Regions from separate parts of the Sus scrofa genome. Here all the other regions are linked to region 2. Evidence: chromatin contacts called from public Hi-C and promoter capture Hi-C data. All regions are on one chromosome and are shown on one strand. Each heading gives the region's core, a stretch centred on a gene start, on an enhancer-like site or on the middle of the called end of the contact. The rest is flanking DNA. Distances are from core to core; before and after follow the strand shown. Region 1 overlaps FLT1 (vascular endothelial growth factor receptor 1). Region 2 holds the start of POMP (a long non-coding RNA gene). Region 3 holds the start of PAN3 (PAB-dependent poly(A)-specific ribonuclease subunit PAN3).

The links. Promoter capture Hi-C pulls out the DNA fragments that hold promoters and counts their contacts. A called contact is a pair of places that touch in the nucleus more often than the background predicts.
Region 1: a contact with region 2 is called in a promoter capture Hi-C map of fetal liver, with 4 times the contacts expected there. The contact joins the enhancer-like site here to the promoter of POMP in region 2. A contact is called at or near these places in 2 of 5 promoter capture datasets (fetal liver and liver), 4 of 47 Hi-C or Micro-C datasets (fetal liver, fetal skeletal muscle, liver and 1 more) and 2 of 2 datasets of contacts at active chromatin or transcription factors (alveolar macrophages and skeletal muscle).
Region 3: a Hi-C map of embryonic fibroblasts shows a contact between it and region 2, with 2.1 times the contacts expected there. The contact joins the promoter of PAN3 here to the promoter of POMP in region 2. A contact is called at or near these places in 2 of 5 promoter capture datasets (fetal liver and liver), 3 of 47 Hi-C or Micro-C datasets (embryonic fibroblasts, heart right ventricle and liver) and 1 of 2 datasets of contacts at active chromatin or transcription factors (skeletal muscle).

Annotation. Positions count from the first base shown.
Region 1 is chr11:5,638,443-5,643,155 of Sscrofa11.1, reverse strand. FLT1 (vascular endothelial growth factor receptor 1) reads left to right here. Exons shown (of 30, transcript XM_021065525.1): 21 at 2,481-2,637; 22 at 3,070-3,167; 23 at 3,846-3,968. Among named protein-coding and RNA genes, the nearest start is that of PAN3, 150 kb to the right of the region's middle. Within about 2 kb of position 1,380, at least 14 of the 83 cell types and tissues checked have an H3K27ac peak or open chromatin away from gene starts, as enhancers often do. A contact at or near this core is called in fetal liver and subcutaneous adipose tissue, where this site is marked.
Region 2 is chr11:5,952,046-5,956,237 of Sscrofa11.1, reverse strand. It overlaps POMP (a long non-coding RNA gene), which reads right to left and starts at 2,547. Exons shown (of 6, transcript XR_002336632.1): 1 at 2,445-2,547. It overlaps LOC110255799 (a long non-coding RNA gene), which reads left to right and starts at 2,515. Exons shown (of 4, transcript XR_002336639.1): 1 at 2,515-2,589.
Region 3 is chr11:5,485,457-5,489,536 of Sscrofa11.1, reverse strand. It overlaps PAN3 (PAB-dependent poly(A)-specific ribonuclease subunit PAN3), which reads right to left and starts at 2,518. Exons shown (of 21, transcript XM_021065522.1): 1 at 2,427-2,518; 2 at 1,771-2,276. The coding sequence starts at 2,200. It overlaps LOC100515792 (a long non-coding RNA gene), which reads left to right and starts at 2,690. Exons shown (of 3, transcript XR_001299446.2): 1 at 2,690-3,111; 2 at 3,441-3,583.

The sequences.
Region 1 (4,713 bases), core at 131-2,630, 310 kb after region 2:
CTCATGTATTAAATGGAGATAACAGACTCCAACTCAAGGACCTGTTTAATCAAATTCCACCAATCATTCAGTAAATATCAGCAGTCATCCTGATGGACCCACTGAGATAGAAAGACTGGGTGCGGCCAGCTTATTGCCACCGATCTAGATCAACTGTACGATGGACAGAATGTACGACATCCAAGCACGATGTCCCTTTCTCTCACGTGGCACACAAATAAGAACCCCTGACAGCTGGCCCCTCGTCTCATCAGACTCGGCTCCAACCCAGAACACAGGTGACCGGCAACATACATGCAAGAAGCTATTTCCCCGAGTTTTCAGCTATGACCCCCAACCACGAGAATCTTGAAGCTGAACGGGATCACTGTGGTCAGCTGGCTCACACCCACCCTCACGTTATAGACGAGCCCAGAAAAGTCAGGTAACTGGCTTGAGGACACACACCCCAAGCCAGAGGTGAAGCCGAGAGGAAAGACCCCTCTTCTCTGACTCCTGCACGACACTGGCTAGGGAGCGAGGGGCGGGGGGAGTAAGAGCAAGTGGAAGGGGGGCCCTGGGCTGAGGGCGGCGCACGTCCTCTTCGGTCCTGGGCTGGCCTCAGGAAGAACTCAGCCAGCAGAACTCCCCAGGGAGCCCGCCGGGTGGAGCGCTTGGGGTGGTGCGTCCTTTGTTTGGAAAAGCCTGCGTCCTTCTCTGGCTATATTTAATGATGTGCCTCCCTGCTGGTGGAGCTGCGTGTTTTTGCGGAAAACACATGGCCTGCATTTCATATTTGGAACCTAAAGGAATATAATGAGAAGGTGAAGGAAAAAAACCACAAGGCTCAGGAGAAATGAGATGTTTCCTTTTCCAAATACGTTCACTAGGATCTTTAAATGTTACTTGTCGTAAATTCACTCTATTTGTCAGGGTCCCAAAAGTGCAGTAAATCAACTTTTATTTACCAGAAACGGTTACCAGTGAGCAAAGCTAAATAAACCATTGATTGGGAGTCGGGAAGAGGGCGAAGGGAGTCTGAATTATGGTCCTTCGCGTCAGGCCAAGGAGTCGAGAACTTTCCACCCAGTACCTCTGCCATCTCCCTTCCCCTGTCCTGGGAAGAAGGGTCTCTGTCCTGGGAGGGGTCTCAGTTCCAAGCTGAGCAGAATTAAATCACTCTGCCTCAGGCAGATACAATAACCAAGAGTTGTATCCACTCTCGGGTGGCGACCTAGGGGGCAGTGGGTGTTCACCCTGAGGTCTGACTCCCCTGGTGCTGGAGGAAAAGGTCTCTGTTGGCGTCAGGAGCCTGGGACCCCCCACACCCCCAGGCTTACGGAGCCACAGCTCCCCTTCTCTGGCCTCTGCTTGCTCCCACTGCGCCCTCTAGTGGAGGGATCACTTTGCTCCGTGACTCCTGTAGGGAAAAGCCTGGGACAGGTGGGGAGCCGGGCGAATCCCAGCCCTGCCACGCCATGCAGGTGGATCAAGAGACATCCCTGAACCCCAGTCTCTCTTGGCCCTTGTTTGGAATTGCCATCTGGCAGAACTGAGCCAGGTCCGTGGTCGAATCATGAAGTCACTGGGAGTGCCGTTTCTAGTGTCACAGTGATTAGATGAATAACTGCAGGTGCTCAAACTCCTTTCTGGTCCCGCCCAGAATCAACAGCTGCCTTCCTGTGAGTCAAAACACAAGAGGCTGACAGAGCTTCTCAGATGAGGAAAATGAAACCCAGAAAAATCGGGCGGTTTGCTCAAGATCCCATGGCCAAATGACAGAGCCAGACACATGCAAAGGCTTAGATGCCCCATCCAGGAGGAAAGGCCTTTTCCGCCTTTGTTAGGGTCGAACTGTATCTCTGTTTTGAATGGGGGGGAGAAAATAAAGTGTCCGTGTCCCTTCCTTCTCCAGGGAAGCCAGGGAAGGTGGTAGCGGCAGCCTTCTCTTACTGCTCCTCATGGGGTGACAGAGTGAGGCCCTCACTTAACTGGGGATCCTGCTCTGTCCTTCCAGAGCATCTTTCCCAACGTGTGCATGGTATGGAAAGTGCTTTGAGGGCATAGGCTGGAGGTGGCCAAGCCTGGGTTCAGGCTTTGCCACTTGCTAGCTGCATGTGACTGTGATTGACTTCTCTGAATGTATTTCCTCATGTATTATAAGAACTACTTCATAAAACTGTTGAGATTAAGTGAGAAAACGGACCTAGGGTTCTCAGCGTACTGGCTCACACAGAGCGCGCGCTCGTAAATACCAGCTGCCTAGACGATACCTTTATTCTACCTAAGATGCCATCTGGAAGCCCAGGCAGAGCAGATGGACCCCACCACCCAGGGGCATCCAGGCTCCTGGCCACCCCAGGGCCCTTGCTACAAATTTACTGTTCGTTTTGTCGGATAACATTTTCCCACTCGGGTGATGGCTGGCTGGAGGGACCTGTTTCTGGTTTCCCCTTGCTGTTCTGTCCCTTTCATCTGTGTCCTTCTTGGTCTGTTCAAAGGATGCAGCTTTACACGTGGAGCCTAAGAAAGAAAAAATGGAGCCAGACCCGGAGCCGGGCAAGAAACAGAGACTAGACAGTGTCACCAGCAGCGAGAGCTTCGCGAGCTCCGGGTTTCAGGAAGATAAAAGTCTGAGCGATGCCGAGGAAGAGGAGGGTGAGTATTAATTCCTTCCTGTCCTACAGGCTGGGCTATTTTTACAGCATACTGTGCAGCTCTGAAATTTTTTTCGTATTTATCACCCTAATAAACATCCGTGGGAGACTCGAAGGGTGGTGTCCTGGGGAGATGAGATTTGAATTTAGATCATTTACAGAGTTACTAATTTTGACAGGGAGCCGTACGATGTCTCCCTCAGGCCTCTTGGTCCTAACAGATCCCCCACCCCCGGCACCCCCGTGCTTGGGCAAAATGGGCTCCAGTCCCGGAAAAATCTCTGATACTCATGCTGAAACGTACACGCTGTTGAAAATGAACTCCGATCTACTTGTTGGTTTGTTTCATGTTTTGCTACGTTGCTCCAGTAAACTGGGATTTGGCGGAATAACAAGCGCCATTACAGACAGTGACGGTTTTCATGCTTTGCAGATTCCGATGATTTCTACAAGCAGCCCATCACAATGGAAGATCTGATTTCTTACAGCTTTCAAGTGGCCAGAGGCATGGAGTTTTTGTCCTCCAGAAAGGTCAGCCTCCCTCTTGACTGGCTTGGTCCTTGGCCAGGCCTGGACGTGCGGCTCTTCACACAGACAGACACACGCCTTTGCTCTAAATCCACTTGTGCTGGTACTCGCTTATCCTTCTGTCCTTCACCGTGCAGTGCCCGTCACAGCACAAGCCTTGAGCGGTCCTGATATGCGGGAGGAGCTTGGAGAACCGCGAGTCTTGGGTACCAGTGGGTAGAAGTCAGTTCCAGGGGAAAGGCTCGCCGGGTTTCAGAGTAGATCAAGCTGGCCCGTTTTCAAAACCAGGCAGGCGCTCAGAGGACACGCTCCACCTAAGAAGGTCTATTAACATACATCCAAGTGGGGTCCTCCCAGGAAACGCAGCTGGATGGCGATCTGACCTCAGGGGCTTGGGATGAAAGGGGGCGTCTGCTCACTGGGAGAACTGGATTGCCAGCTTTATTTTCCAGGACGCTGCCCTGCAGACAGCAGCACAGAGGACTCAGCTTTTCTTGACTTGGGGCCTCTGTGTTTGTAGAGAAGCGCCTCATGTTTGTGGTCCTGGGCCTCGGGGGGCCTTCGGGTAAGGGCAGCGTGTGAAGCGGATCCCCGAGTTAGGAAGGGTGGCCCTGAGAAGACTCGGGAGCGTAGCCGATGAGATGAAGGAAAAGCACTGACCTTGCACCTGTTCTGTCGCAGTGCATTCATCGGGACCTGGCGGCACGAAACATACTCTTGTCTGAGAACAACGTGGTGAAGATTTGCGATTTTGGCCTCGCCCGGGATATTTATAAGAACCCCGACTACGTGAGAAAAGGAGATGTAAGTCACCTTGAAGTTTCCTGGACTCATTTACGCCCCCTCATTTCTCAACCACAGGCCAGAGCCCTTGGTCAGTGTTCACGCTTCCTCGGCAGCGGTCCCTGGAAGCGGCCCTGTGCCATCCGGGTGGACTGTGGACCAGCGAGCCCTCGCAGGGGCTCGGAGAGGCCACTGTGCCCTCATTCTGTCCTTGGCCTGTACCTGGCTGGGTTCTCCTCCTTTGGGCACCTGAGTGCCATTCACTGGGCCCAGGGGTGGGGACGGCGGGGGGACCACACCACCCCTCCTTGACCCAGTGGGAGGGTCCCTGGGCCTCTGGAAAGTACAGCCTGGACTCCTCCCTCAGAGGAGCCAGGATGAAGGACTCAGCAGGTGCGCACATCCCAGGAGAGGCAGGTGTCGTGTGCTCTCGTCCCTGCAGGTCCTCCTTCCATGCCCAGCACCCCCGCTGGCTCCCGCCGGCCTCTCCTACTCCGTTTCTCCCCAGGCTGTTATTGGCATTTTTGTGGGGACCTGCTGTGTCCTGTCCTCTCTGGCCTCCCCCCGCAGGCTGCATTAGGTCTGTGTCTGGGCTCCAACCACGGCTCTCCAGCCACAGTTTCCAGCCTTGAGCCCGAACCCGCCTCACGTAGAGAGCTGGGTACAGGGCCCCCGTGGGGCTGAGAAGGTGCCTTCACAGCAGCTTTGCAGGTGCTGCAGACACAGTGGGGCCCAGACTATGCTTTGAGAACGACAAGCTTTTCTC
Region 2 (4,192 bases), core at 1,298-3,797:
AGCGCTGTCGTATTGAAAGGCATTCTAGGAGAAAAAGAACATGGCTAAAGGTATAAAACATAAATGAACAAGCTGATGACTACATGTGTGAGTAGAGGAGAAGTAAAGGCTGGCAAAAAGGAGCAAATGAAAAGACTTAAATACGCAAAAACAATCGGATTTTATTCTGAAATTGATGGAGCACCTCTGAAGGGTTGTGGCATGATCAAATTTACTTTCATTGGCAAGATCCCTCCCTTGGGTTAGAATGATTGGCACAGAAAGAAAAAAGTTGAGGACAGAGGCCTGGGGAATACCATTCCTCAAGGATCAGAAAAAACAAGGAAAACGGGATTAGGAACAGACAGAATAGCTAGAAGAGAGTAGTCATAGAAGCTAAGAGGAAAAAAATGGATTTCATTAAGTGTTTGATTCTCATAAGAGGGTACTATCTATGAAAAATAAATATATCTAATTAGGATGCTGTAAATAAAAACAAACAAAAACAAAGACTCACAGTATACATTTGGTACTGGTGTACTGGCACCCTACTCATTTATACTGAGTATTACATCACTTGTTGCTGAAATGTAACATCCTTACAGATGCTGTATTCTGCAGAAAAGGTAAATTCTGCAGAATTTACAGAATTTTCTGCAAATCTGCAGAAAAAAACGTAAAACAGCTACAGGTGGTTTGGTATCCAGTCTTATACTCCTCTATGAGAAGCTATTCGGAGAAACCAACTCCCCCCCCCCATCTTTTTGCCTTTTCTTGGGCCACTCCCGCGGCATATGGAGGTTCCCAGGCTAGGGGTCCAACTGGAGCTGTAGCTGCCAGCCTATGCCAGAGCCTCAGCAATGCAGGATCCGAGTCGTGTCTGCGACCTACACCACAGCTCATGGCAACACCGGATCCTTAACCCACTGAGCAAGGCCAGGGATCAAACCTGCAACCTCACGGTTCCTAGTCGGATTCATTAACCACTGAGCCACAATGGGAACTCCAAAACCAACTTTTTAAATTGGCTTTTCACTTCATTTATCTATTTTATTAGGTCAGGTACTTTAAACTGTCCAGGGTTTCTTCAATCTATCGCCTAGTCCAGGCTCTCACACCTGGATAACGTCAACAGCACTCTACTGGGACGTGCTGCCTCTAGCCTCTTCCATTTTCCAATTCTGCAAAGTATGGTTTGCCTGATGTGCAATCTCCCCCACCAAAGCTGTTAAAAAACAAGCAAACAAGCCTTTTGGTGATTACACCTAGAACTCAAGACCTGCACAACAGGTTTCAACTCCCCGACAGAGAAGTCATGATTAACTAGGAAAAGCAGCTCAAATCGAGTGTGGATTGTCACTAACCTAACATGTGCCTGTGATGAAGGCAAAGACCCTCTCTGGTCCTGCTCACTCATCCTTCCAGGTTTCTGAACTCCTTCCAGGACTTGACTTGTAGGGTCCTATTGTTCCAAACACACCTCCTCTTACTTTCTACGCCAACGTTCTCCTCCTCCCAGGCTGCTTTATCATACCACAGAGGGAACGTTTCTTTTGCACACACACAAAAGGTGAATTCTGATCTCTGAGTTCCAGTGTAATCACTTTCCTAATTCTTTTCTGTAATCAGCATTAGTACACGTTTCTAATAAAGTAGTGGAGAAAAACGAATCTATGAAACGTTATGCAACACTAGTTAAATAGAACCTCTTTTATTTTATAAAACTTCTGAGTCTTTATAAAACCTCTAGATCGGCGGTATTTACCAAAAGAAACTTTCTAGATTTGGAGGATCCAGCAGCAATATTGGCATCAGAGTCACGGACAAAGATCAGGAATCTCTCCTAAATATCGTAACTTAAAAGTTAAGAAGAGAAGAGAAGGAGCGGGAGAGGAGGAGATCCACTAATAATATTGACAAACAGGGGGCGGCAGCTATCTAGTTTTTTCCCCAACATCTGGCTTACTACAAGCTTCCAGAAATGTCTGCAGAGTTACGCTGAGTGATGGAAAGACGACGTACAGTTGTGGGTTTGCTGTCAAGGCAGTTCCGAGGGTCGGGGGTGGGTGAGGAGTCTGAGAACTCGGCTCCCAAAGGGTCCCCCCTCGGGGGAGGGGTACCCGGCAGCTCCGCACCCCAGGCCTTGCCCTTTCGGACAGTCCTTTCCGGCTTGGCGCCAAGTACGGGAAGGGGCCAGGCTGGGGCGGGGGGGCTTGGGGATGCGAGAGAGGAGAGGAGGGGGGAGAGGATGAAGCCAAGTCGCCGCTCACGGGCAGCGCCGGAGCCCGGCCCAGACCTCGGCCACGAACCCCCGACCCCGTGACTCGACAGATCATGGCGCCCGAGGCCGGCCTCCTCCTCCCGCCGCCGCTACCACCGGGGGACGGGCTGGGAGACGGCGGCCTGCCCTTGCAGCCACAGACCCGAGCCCGCCGGCCACTGGGGTCGTCCGGGGTCTCACTCACCATCTTCGACTCGCTCTTCTCACAGCCTCTCAACCCGTTACCGTCAGCCGGCCCCGCCGCTCACTTCCGTTTCCGGGGTTGCCCCCCCACATCCGCCGGAAGTGCGTCCGTCCGGGCGAGGAAGGAAATAGGGCGCGGGGCGCCGGTAGGGAGCCGCGCGGGGCCGGGGCTCCCACGCCTGTGGTCCCGAGGGACCGGGGGCCAAGGGCGCAGTAAGGGCGTGGGCTGGAGGGGGCGGCGGGCGAGGGACGAGGGCCGCCGCGCTGTTCGCTTTGCGGAGTTTGGAGATGGGCCATGCGCCTGGCGAAGTGCTTCGCCCTGTTACTACCGAATCTCTTTGTGGTAGAGATTACGTTTTTCATAAGGGTAAACGAGGCCTAGGGGGATTGAGCTAGACAGACAAACGGGGAACCCAAGGCTTTGCCCAGTTTTTTAATTTTTTAAAATCATGTATCAAAGGCCAGCTGTGTTCAGGACCCAGTGCTGAGGCTGAGAATGCAGAAAGCAGCCAGGCTGATGGGGTTCCTGGGCTACAGGAGTAAAGGAACTGTTGGGGGTGCGGAGGGTGACAGCTAAGAAAGCAGTATGGTTATGACTGACCTTTGGGGGCTCTTACTATATATAGTAACAGTTCCAAATGCTGTACATGAACTACGGTCTTTGATCCTTTCAGGAATCTTATGAAGTGGGTACTACAATTCCCTCGGTTGCATAGGTGCAGAAAGCAAGACGTAAAAGGAGTTTAAGATGCCCGAGGTCATGTGATCATTATAGTTACAGTCATAACACTATACTGTATGGTCTTCCAAATAATACGTGATAAGAGACTCACGCTCTGTCACCATGAGATGACACCATGTCACTATCTGGAGATAACTTAAGGAGTCCTTGGGCTGACAGCCAGGTGTAAGGGTGAACTTGGGAGAGTAGTTGAAAAAACATTGCTGGCAGGTTTGCTTGCGCAAAATGCGGCGTGGGATAAAAGGCCAATGTGGCTCAAGTTCAGAGAGTGAGGTGGAGAGTAATGTGACATGAGGCTTCGTAGACGGAAGCAAATTATTTATTCCCTGTGTGCCAGATCTAAGGAGGAGGCTTTACCTTTAAAAAGCCCCTGAAGGATTTTAAGAGGGAAGTGATAAGGTTGTGTGTGTTCTGCATATCCACTGTCATGGTCCGACAGCCTTGAACTTCTGGGATAAGGCAGATTTTTGAGTCTTCTGCACTGCTGTCCTTATGTCTCCCTTTGTTCTTCAGAATGACCGTGTTCACCTTGAGGTTTGAGCTTGAATGTATCACTTGCATCTTTTCCTTTCACCTAATCTAAGTTCGAGCTAAGGAGAAAATTTTACACTACAACTCTTTAAAGAAAGGTCCTTTTAATGTTTGTTAGCTACTCACAGTTCAGTCATTAACAATTTATTGAGCATTTGCTTAGTACGAGATTCTGGAGCTAAAGAGAAGCAAAAGCCATTTTCCTGTACTTGAGATGCTTTTATTTTCCTGGGGTAATAGGAATGTAAATAGGTATTTAAAATGCAGTGTGGCAAATGCTTAGTGGAGAAAGGAGCTGGATCAGGAAGCGGTTGGGGATAGGGAAAAACAGCATTTGAGGAAGAGCAAACGTGGAGGGCAGGGACTTGCAAAAGGGCACACGGGAAGATGCTCTCCACGTGGCTGTAATTCTGTGGGTAGGTGGAGCTAAATGAGATGAGACTGGATGGATCGGTTGGGGCTAAAGTGCCGGGCCC
Region 3 (4,080 bases), core at 1,269-3,768, 470 kb after region 2:
GATATGAGGCAATTTAACCTCAACCATTAAGGAGTCACAGCCTGTTCTACTGAGAGTTACCAGTCAAGTTAAAGCAAGCCCTACAAAACCCCACTACAGACACAAGCAGCTACTTACTCTAACAACTGTTAAACGACTAAATGTTAATTTTAAAACTCCTTCTTTTCTTAGCGCTAACTGCCAGTCCTCTCAAGACCCCATACCCCAATCGCTGTCCTCTTCTGAGATAGGAAACGATCCCTGCCTTTGAATAACTGCGAACGTTTCTCCTCCATTTCCCATCTTCACCTGTCCTAGCTTTCATGTCCCAAATCTACTACCTCGGTGTATTAGAAAATCCTAGAAATATCACCTATTAAATCAAATACATGCATTTCTGAAAGTGCCTCTCTTCCTGTAGATAACAAAACTACTGTTGAGTCTGTTTACTAATCAAACAATTCTTGAGTTAATCTGACCCACAACTCAAGACATCTGGCAAGTTTACCTTGAAGATGCAAAGTTGCTGCTCCAAAGTGATAACATTCCATTAATAAAGTAACCATTTTGACAACACATTAAGTTACAAATTAATCTTCTTAGTATATCACCCTCACCCACTCTATCTGCACTAAAGTCCGTCTTTAAAAAAAGCCAAAAAAAAAAAAAACCAAAAAAAACACAGATCTCTGGGAAGACAATTAAGAGTCATCATAAAGCAATTAAGTGACCAAGCATCAAGTGCATTTACAGTTTAAAAAGACAAAAAATGTTCTGACGTCCAAGTTAAGCTGCCTATCAAATGATTTCATCTAAAAGCTGTTTGGAATTCCTAAGACTTGCCCATTTTAGAAGGGCTCAAGAAACTCTAACAAAAAAAGCAAAACCTGACACCTCTACTTTGTCCTTAAGCGCAGCATTAAAACAACGTTAAAACAGATTACACTTAACACTTATTATCACTGTAAACTCCACTCACTAGCAGCTAAAAAGTTGCAAGCAAACAAGTAAAAAACCCACAGTCCTAAGATAGCCGAATTCAAGTTCAGAGCCGCACACAAATGGGCGCTGCACAGGACACGCTTGCGAGGCTCCACGCTGAGTTCGCTTGATACAAAGTAGTAGGAGACAGATCCCTACAGACACCCGGCAAACTTCTTCCAGCTCGCGGGAAACCGAGGTTGCGAGCCAAGTCCTGCGAAGTTCCTCCTCTCTAACTAAGCACCCTAGAGAAGCTGCCGTCGGGTCTCTCCTAATCCTTAGAAAGCATTTCCTGCCTGGGAAACCTTTCTCCCAGAAGCCTTCCACAAACTTTTCCCGTCGTTTCCACCGCCGCCAGGAAGCCCCAACGCCCGCCCTCCCCTCCCGCCCCAAGCCACACACACCCACCAGGGAGCCGCAACCCTCCGCCGACTTCACTCCACTCGGGCACGCAAAACACATGTGCCTGCAAACCCAGCCCCTTTCCACACCCCCCGGAAACGACACCCCCTTTCTCGCACCCCGCACGCCACAGCCCATCCCCTGCCTCCCCGCCCCCACTCCCACCACCCCAGTCCACCACCCACGTTACCGGGAAGCCGGCCTCCCCTCGCTCCCGGGCTCGCCGAAGGCCATGGGGAGGGGAAGCAGGAAGACGGAAGGAGGCTCAGGCCTGGCCTAGGCCTCTCAGACCGCCGGGGCAGGCGGAGGGGCAGACCTGCGGGCCGGGCTCGGTCGCAGGGCCCCATCCGGCCCCAGGCCTTCCCTCCCCGAGGCCGAGGCCGCCCTCCCAGTCCGGACCCCACTCACTTGCCAGCCGCGGTCCGTCGAGGACCCCGCTGCCGCCTCCGCCGCCGACCGCCGCTCCTGCCCCCGGGCCCCCCAGGTCCGGCTTCTTGGGCCCGGGGGGCGGCCCGGCTCCCCCGCCCGGGACCGCTCCAGGCGGAAAGCCGGCCCCGGGCGCGCCCGCCAGAGCCAGGGGGACGCTGTTGCTATGGAGGCCGAGGCCCGGGGCAGCTCCGGCGGCCGGGTCCTCATGCAGGAACTGACACTCCTCCCCGTAGAAGCACGTCTTATCCTTGGCGTAGTAGCGGCAGTACTTGAGCTTCACTCCCGCCGCCGCCCCGCCGGGGACACCTCCGACCCCCGGCGGGGCCACCACCGCCACTGCCGCCGCCAGCGAGGAGGAGGAAGAGGAGGCGGCGGCCGAGGGGGGCGGGAGGCCGCCGCCACTGTTCATGGCAACGCCGCAGCCTCGTCTTCCGCTGCCGCCCGAGGAGCCGCCGCCACCATAGACCGGGGAGGGAAGGGAGACGCTGCCGGTGCCGGAGAAAAGCCTGAGCGGGTGGGTCCGTCCCGCTGCGGGAGCCGGAGCCGCCCGGGGAGAGGGGGGAGGGGAGGGGGGAGGGAGGAGGGGGTAGGAAGGAGGGGAGGGAGGGGGAGAGTTGGGATTCTCTCTCACTCACTCTCTCGTTCTCTTTTCTTAAAGGGGCCGCGCGGGACGACGGGGTGGGCGCGCGGGCCCAGACGGGGACTTCGAGGGCGCGGGCTGGGGTAGGGGAGCGGCGGCGGCGAACGGGCGGGGAGGGCGGAGGGGCCGGTTTATTTTTAAATTCTGCCTCCACTCGCTCCCTCGCGCTCTAGTTCCTCCGAGTTGTTTATTCCATTTTCCTCTTCCTGAGACGGCCGTCGCCGCTGCGCCTGCGCGCCCAGGCGCGGGGGCTTGTGGGTAGCGGGAGCGCGAGGGGAAGCCTAGCCGGGCGTCCGGCCCCCGGGGCACCGCGGGCGGGCTGCCGTGGGATGGGCGGTCGGTGGCGGCGCTCCCCGACGCCGGGCGGCCGGCGGAGTCCTCCCGGCGCGAATGCTTTCCCTTTCTGCATGTCCTCTTTCTTGTAACCCAGACGTCATTTTTTCATTGCGAAGACGAAATGCGCGGAACGTGAGCGGTCATTTCGAGGGGCCGCACCTGGGGACGGAGCCCAAGCCCCCGCTCTGTTTGAAGAATAGCCGCGTCTGTTTGCCACACTTCCGCGCCCTCGTTTTTTCGCCACCCTCCTCCTCTTCCTTCCCGCCGAGGGTGATGAGAACTACAGGACTGATTGCCTGAACTCCTGGGCCTTTCATCCAAAACCCGAACCAAAGAGGGTTGAGGTAGACAAACCCCCAGCTGAGTGCAGCACCTGTTTTCTCTATTTATGTTACTGAAAGCCTTTGGTAAAATATTATGAAAAGTAAGACGCCACCTGGGGACAGCGCTGCCTAGGCAGCACCAGAAGGTTTCATTTATAACTGCGCTAGGTTTCTTACCCCCAACCAGCCTAGTCCTGATTTTAAATTCATTTTTAAAAGATAATTGTTCCGTCAGCGATCTCTAGTGTTCTGCTCTGCTATATTTGGGGGGGGGAAGTTTTCGGGAATTTTAAAGACTTGCTTTGAAGGGAACATCGTTTTAACATTTTAGTTTTTCCTCTCCCTGAAAGGTCTTCTCAGGAGGCAGTTGGAAGGGGCATGTTTGTTGGCAGTGTTTGAGGAATTGTGGCAAGCAGAAGCGGTCACAGAACAACGGATAGAAGCGAGTGTACTGCAGAAAGGGGGGAAAATGGATTCCATAGACCACAAACGGGTAAGCCTGGTGATATTCCTTAGACTAACTCGAAATAATAATACTGTATTATGTCTTTAATGCCCATTTCGCGTGCTAGGAGCTAAGGAAGCAGAAATAAAGATGCAGTCTTGTCCGAATTCATTTACCTCTGGTTGGGGAGGCCTAGGGTTCCCCGGGCTATTACAAACCGCTGTCTAATGTGGTAGCCTTAACACACTGGCTCTTAGAGGATGAAAAAAAAAGATGTCACACTTCCCGGTGATACCTTAACAGCAGGAGCTGAGAACATTCGCGTTGAATTCAGATAGCAGTTTGTAACCCAGGGCTGTGTTACTCTGGATAAGTAGCTTCACTTCTCTGTTGCTTGTCTGTAAGCCAGGTAAGAAAAGTGCCTCCTTTGTAAAGCGTAAACTAATAATGTATATAGTGTCCTTTGCTTAGGACGAATTCAGTAGGTTGTGTTGCTGTTGGTAGTCTTGCTGCTCCTAGTCATTAATGCCTAAGAGTGCAGGAAA